2 separate regions of the Mus musculus genome follow, and region 1 is linked to region 2. Evidence: chromatin contacts called from public Hi-C data. All regions are on one chromosome and are shown on one strand. The core of a region is the stretch at or near the end of the contact, and the rest is flanking DNA. Distances in the headings are between cores, read along the strand shown.

Region 1 (3,253 bases), core at 723-3,222, 150 kb before region 2:
CATCAACACCAGGGAGTAGAGATCGTGTTAAATCATTTCAGATGTTGAAAATGCTGCCTGCAGCCAGTCAAACAAACTGTCAGGTTTATGTTTGGTCCCAAGGCTTCACACTGGGTTAAGGGAACTTCTAGCACATGGTTTTACTCTGCAAGAAATCAGAATTCAGAATACACACACACATATGCCCACATACATGACACACATACCTTCAGAGTTCATAACTCTGGTAAAGTTATTATTTCAGGTCACTACTACTTCATTTCACAAAGAAACATTTAAGCACACACCTGGCTGATTTTCAATTATATACTTGCTCTAACTGCCCCACCGAGCTCCCTCACTCTACTGATGTCTGCAATCTCCAAAGTACAATGTTAATACATTTGGAAACATTACACCTTCCACAAATCCTTATGTTTCATATACATAGAGTGGAACAGGGAGAAGAAACAAGGGGCCCTACTAGGGTGATGAAATACAGACAGGCAAATGCTAGACATAGTTAGGCAGAGGTGAGGGAGTTTCCAGTTCAATTAGTCAGGCACAAACTTGAGAAAAAAAAGGGAAAGAGGGATAATACTACCTTTATCTGAGATGGAGAAAGTTGTGGGAGGAGAAGTTGTTGGGGTTTGGATAAAATAACATGAATTAGAATCTCTAGGTGGAAATGATAGAAAGGCATTCCATTCTTGGAAGAAATGTGCTATGACATAAACTTGGGAGTAGCTGGTAGGAAGACACACATACCTATAGTCTTAGCACTTATGGAGCTGGGGAAGTGGCCTGAGCTCAGAGGTTCAAAGGTCACACAGTGAGATCGCACCTCAGGAATAAACAAACAGGGGCTAGGGAAATAATCTCAGCAGTCAACATTTGCCACTCAAGCAAGAGGATTGGACTTCAGATTGCCAGAACACGAGTCAAAATTACAGGAGCACGCTCACTCTTCTGTAATTCCAGCCTCAAGATGCAGAGCTAGGATCTGCAGAGAATGCTGGCCAGTAAGATTTTCTATATCTTTAAGCTCTCAGTTTGACTGATAAACCCTGACTCAATGAATATAGTGGAGAAAAAAAGAGATTCCTGATATCTACATCAGGCTTCTTCATGTGTACACATGTGAACATACATATACATACACTCACACACATGCAAAAAACATACAGAAAGAACAAGGATCATGTCTGATACTGATATAATAACTCAATATATTACTGTCAGCTAAAACAAATATTATTAATCATAATAATAAATCACACATATACACATCATGTACCCTTGATTAAGTCAATGGTTATATTCTTTCCCAAATTCTTGAATAAAATGGAGAAAAAAAATCTCCGTTCATCATTCCTTCTCAATATGTCTACTCACTTTTTTTGTGGCTACTTCACAGGATCTGAATGTGGCCATGGGAAACAAAACTCAAGTTCAGACACTAACAACATAGTTTTCAGATCACAGGCAACATCGCATTATCAATAATTGAAAAAGAAAAACGTGTTCAGGGACACTTCAACAAAGGAAGAGTTTAAGTGAAGCATGCTCCAATTTCTTTCTTTGTGCCTTTTCTCTAAGGGACTAAATGTCCAAAATGTTCCCACTCCACAAAAACTGTTTCCAATGCTTGGTGGCATTAGGGAAGGCTGCTAGGGGCTGGGTACTTAGTGCAGGTTCTACAGCTGCAGATGCTGATGCAACCTTTAAATTTTGACCTCATTGAGTAATGAAAACCACAAGACAATGATAGACGTGAATTAGCAATGTTGCCAGTGCCCTATCCCAAACCTGCTGGCACAAGCGTCAAAGCAAACATCTTAACACTAAATCAAATTAACAAACATTTCTTAAACACAGCACGAGTGTAGCTTATTATAATTTGGAAAATTCCACAGTATTTATCAACTCCTAAGGAAGGCTATGATGCTCAGAAGTGTACCACAGTAGACGTCAGCAGTAGCCACAGAGCTATGGCTCTGGGTATGTTGCCATAGCAACCGCATACTCAGCAGCAACATGCTGTCTGCTTCTCACCAGCCCAGAACCAGAAGCAGAAGAAAACAGCTAGCTTCCTGATGGGAGCAACCCAGGGAGTCAGAACACAAACTGTCTCTATCATTTGCTCACACGCATACAGGAGACTTCCTTTCAACAGTCTGAAATTCTCTCTACCTAACTCTTAGAAAAAAAAATCCACACAATTGCTTTTCTCCACTATATAAACACAACCAACGCACATAAACACAAAGCATTAGAGATAGATTTGGGGGTATCTAAAGGATTTCAGAGTCATATATTTAGCTGGGTCCAGGTATGAGTGGCTTCTTTGGATGGGAGATGGAGAAGTGCTGAACCATTTGAAAAGTCATCCTGAGAAACATTCTTTACAGGAGATTTATATAAATGAAGTTCTAGGTGTTAGACCTGATCCCTAGAGTAGTACCATCAGGAGGTTGTAGAACCTCTGAAATGTGAGACCTGGTGGGGGATCCTTAGGTCACTGACCTTAAAAGAGATTATAGGATTCCAACCCTCCCCAGCTCTTTTCTATCCAGGTCATGAGGTAAGCCATTTTGTCCTACCAAGTTAATTATCTCAAGCCATATTTTGCTATAGTTGTAGAAAACTGACCGACACAAGAGAGTGGTAAGAAATCAGCAGCAGGGAGACCACTCCTGCAAAAAAGGGAATTTAAGTGGGGGGGGGGGGGGGAGGAAGGCATGGACCAGAAACATCTGAGGTCGAAGCCCAAGGCTCTTCCCCATTGCAACAAAATCAGACAGAAAAGTCAAGTGTACCTTTTCGACGGGCAGGAAGTCATTTTCCACTTCAATCGACCTTGGTCTTAGTTTAATTGGCTTGTCTTTGAAAATGTCTCCAAACCCCACTCCTTTAACTTTCTTGGGCTGGATGGCTGCAGTTGCCATGGTCCCGTTGGCACCTTCGGACTTGGTACTGCTGGAGTCGCCTCCATCACTCTCGGAGCCTGTGGTTTCTCTTAAGCCTGTCACCAGTGGGGATGAGGAGAAAGAGAGGGAGAGAGCTCAGAAATCAGCCACAGGCCACAATAAAGAACTTTACAGCTGGCCAGACGCCAACTGTCACAGTGTGCCTGGGCTTCTGTACTGGGGTGTTGAGTGTGCTGACTCAGGCTGTCTCTGAGTTTTGTTTGATCTTCCTACCCCAGACTTTAATTTTAAGCAGTGAATCAAAATAGCTTTTCAGAAACTCTACTTTCTTTGTATATGTGACA
Region 2 (3,488 bases), core at 577-3,076:
ACCATGAACTCGGGCTCCCCAAAACACATCACGTTAGACCAGGAAAGGACATTTCTGCTCTAATTTGTTTTTTTCTGATTAGAGACATTAAAATGTTGGGGAAGGCAACCTGAGAGAACTCAAGTTATAGGTGTGCCTGCAGGAGAGGGAGGCCTCCCTCCAAAGAGACAAAGGCAGCTGTCCTGGTTCACTTAGATCCTGTAAACTTCCAGGGGCTCCAGACTTGACTAAAGTGTGGATCACAGCCTTGTTTTTTCCTTCCTAAACAGCAGGTCTCTACCTGAACTTTCTTTAGCAAGGTGCAGCTGGAAGAAAACCAGTAGCCTGCTTTAAGTAAATGGCTACCAAGTGAACGGCCGCTGCCAGGTGTCTTCCCATGTGCTTAAGGGCCTGCCTGCCTGCCTTAGGGGATGCCCACTATGGATGGTAAGGCTGGCCACTCAGGTCTGGGACATGGAGAGAATATAAAAGCACAATGTTCAAGTCTTCTTCACAACAGACTGCCAAGCTGCCTGCTTCTTCATTTACTCTTTCACTAAACTCCCAGTTGAAAGACAATTATTCCCAGATAAAACAGAACTTAACAGTCTCTCTAACCTTAGGAAAGTTCCCTCCCTGCCTTTCAGCCTCAAATGGTCCCTGACGACCTCCAAACCACCTCCCTAGCTTCTCTAACCCCTAGGCCTCTCTGGCTATGCCGCTGAGTTCCTCCGATGTTGTAGTGATGATTTGTGGGTCCTCCTGGTGAGCTTCTAAATGCCTTTTGGGTGTGGATCAATCACACTTAGTTTGTTCTATGCTGGCCACTGTGAGCATCCAGGGCATACAGTAGGTGCCCAATGCAGACTTGATAATCCAACCACTCAGCAACTTACACTTTATATTGATAGATAGTTTCTGCCCAACAAAAGGTACCTCTAAAATGTCAAGTGCCAATCTCATTTCTGCAAATTGAGTCATATTGTTCAGTGCACTAAGGGAGTTTGCTATTTAAAAGAACCTGCGGTTAATTCTTTTGTGACATGAATAATCACTTCCTGCTTGCTTTACCTTTCCTGTCGAGATGAATTTTTTTTTAACATATCAGGTTTCTCTTAAGGCAAGAAAGCTGTGCGTGACTTTGTTAAGAGCTCCTAAGTCATGAACTATGTCTCTCTTCCTCCCTTTCAAAGGTTTCAGGATTTTTCTTTCCAACGTAATAGCACAAGTTACAGTGGCTACTGAGTACATGAAGTGTGGCTTTGTGTGAATCAACATGTGCCATAAAAGTATAATGAGGGGCTAGAGAGGTGGCTCAGCAGTTAAGAGAACTGGCCGCTACTCTAGGGAGCCCCACTTTGACTGTCAGGATCTACATGTTGGCTTACAACTGTCTTTAACTCCAATCCCAGGGAGAACCTACGCCCTCTTCTGGCACTTCATAGGCACTTCATGCACATACATACTTGCAGGCAAAACACCTATGCATATAAAAAATACTTTTTCAAGGTACAAGGAGCACTGTTTGTGATAGTGCATATGTGGCAGTCAAAGGACAACTTCTAAGAGTTGGTTCTCTCCTTCTACTCTGTGGGTCCCAGGGATCAGTGATTATTAGGCTTGACAGCAAGCACCTTCACCCACTGAGTCATCTCACTGGTCCCTACAACAGACACTTAGAAACTGCTTCTGTTGCAAAGTAATGACTCCTCACTTGGGTGCACAGATAAGCTAAAAGCAGGATGAAAATCTGGCCATCTGCCTTTATTTTGTCTCCTTTACTCTGCATCACCTGTTTGCCTCTGCACGTAGGCTTGCTAATCACTCAGGAGTATCTAGAAACCCACAGCACCTAACCTATGTCATTTCCTTTCAATGCTCAAGGCTAACTGCACGAAGATAGGAGTCACTGAGATATCTGACTGTCTGCATTTTACAACGTCCTGTCCCACATACCAGAAAAGGCACCTAAAGGTTTGAGTCATTGTTGTGACTCTGTTGTCATCTTGGATTGTGGCAATAGCCAAAACTCCCTGGACAGGACACACCCCCACCCCAAATGGCAACTATTGTGTGTGGTGGCAAGGCTGTACCATGGAACAGAAGTTATTACCTGCTGAAAGCCAGCCTTCTCTATCAAGCAGTGTGGCCTTCTTTGGGTCACCACTGGAACCAGAACTGAGACTGTGGTCACTCAGACCATGTGACCAGGGTTGCTAATAATGCAGCCTCTTGTCCCTAGCACAATCCTTCTTTTAGTAAAACCTAAAGTTCATGTCAGTACCCCAAAGAGAAACTAGGAACTACTTGATCCCTTTATTTGTTTTCCTTCCCAATAGGCCACCTCAGTTTAATCTTTCTCTGCTCAGCACCATTGCTCATCTCTTGAATTGGAGTACTGAGACAAGTACCTGAGCCTAGGCTGTGGGACTGCTGGAGCTAGGGTTCTTGCTCTAAGACTCCAATAGCAAAGAATACAAAGAAGCTGAACATTTTTTTTTTTTGTCAAATGGACTGCTCTATAGCATGACACTTTGGACCTACCGGAGTAAATAAATATTGAAATTAATTTGAACTAGTTTAGCTTTGTTAATGTGGCTGCTAGAAAGTTTAAATTATGAGTGTGGCTTGCATTATATTTCTATCGAATAGCAACAGTCTAGAATAATGCTTAGCAAAAAAAGCAGGAAAGACCTCATATCACACAAACACGGCCAGACCCCAAGTCTGTGCTTCCAAGCGCATATCCTCATCTACAGGAAGCTGCAGGTAACTCTAGCAAATGAAGGTAAAACATTACCTACAACTTCTTTTTAAATGGTACCCTTTGGGAAACTTTCTCTGCATGAGCCCCAAATTAAAGCACTAGATGAGGTAAAGGATCTCAGAGGTGTAATTAGGACAAAAGTAAACAAAATCCCATACTTAAAGACACTATAAATTACAAAATTTAAAAATGTCTCCCCATCAGAAAAAAACACCGCCCTCCAGTTGCCTGCTGTGCCAAAAAGCCAGCCTCCACAAGTTTGCTGTAACTATTGTCTGCAGAAAAAAGCCAAAAGCTACAGTTAACAAGAAAAGCTAGAGCCGCGGGAGATAAGAGATCTGCTTAGAAATGCTAACACTTCAGCCTTCCCTATCTCTGCCTTCAAACTTGCTGAATGTCTTCCCCCCCAAAATGGGTGGGTTTTTGTTTTGGGTTGTTTTGTTTTGTTTTGTTTTTTAACTGTTAGGTTGGCTAAGCCAGCTGTCAAGCAGATAGATGGGGAACAGAGGCAATGATACAGCCCCCCCCCCCCCACTGTGGGGCTCAACCCCTCCTCCCTTGCCCCTGAACTTCCTCTATCTTTGCTCCACTTAGAGCTGCATTTCATGCTGGCTTACCCCAAGCAGCCTGCAAGCCTCATCTGGTAAAAGTCCTTTATTTATCCCAGGATTCTGGCTCCCTGACCTAGCATCCTCTGTGACTCAATACATATGTGAATGAACCAGGAAGCATGGAGGAGGAT

What was found. A called contact is a pair of places that touch in the nucleus more often than the background predicts.
Region 1: a contact with region 2 is called in a Hi-C map of the MNK3 cell line, with 2.9 times the contacts expected there. The contact joins two enhancer-like sites. A contact is called at or near these places in 1 of 484 Hi-C or Micro-C datasets (the MNK3 cell line), 1 of 115 datasets of contacts at active chromatin or transcription factors (memory CD8 T cells) and 2 of 9 other capture datasets (adipose tissue and liver).

The regions. Positions count from the first base shown.
Region 1 is chrX:159,828,125-159,831,377 of GRCm38.p6, reverse strand. Sh3kbp1 (SH3-domain kinase binding protein 1) reads right to left here. Exons shown (of 18, transcript NM_001135727.2): 6 at 2,799-3,004. Among named protein-coding and RNA genes, the nearest start is that of Map3k15, 160 kb to the left of the region's middle. Within about 2 kb of position 1,972, at least 52 of the 459 cell types and tissues checked have an H3K27ac peak or open chromatin away from gene starts, as enhancers often do. A contact at or near this core is called in the MNK3 cell line, where this site is marked.
Region 2 is chrX:159,676,154-159,679,641 of GRCm38.p6, reverse strand. The region is part of intron 1 of Sh3kbp1 (SH3-domain kinase binding protein 1); the gene reads right to left. Among named protein-coding and RNA genes, the nearest start is that of Sh3kbp1, 51 kb to the right of the region's middle. Within about 2 kb of position 1,826, at least 79 of the 459 cell types and tissues checked have an H3K27ac peak or open chromatin away from gene starts, as enhancers often do. A contact at or near this core is called in the MNK3 cell line, where this site is marked.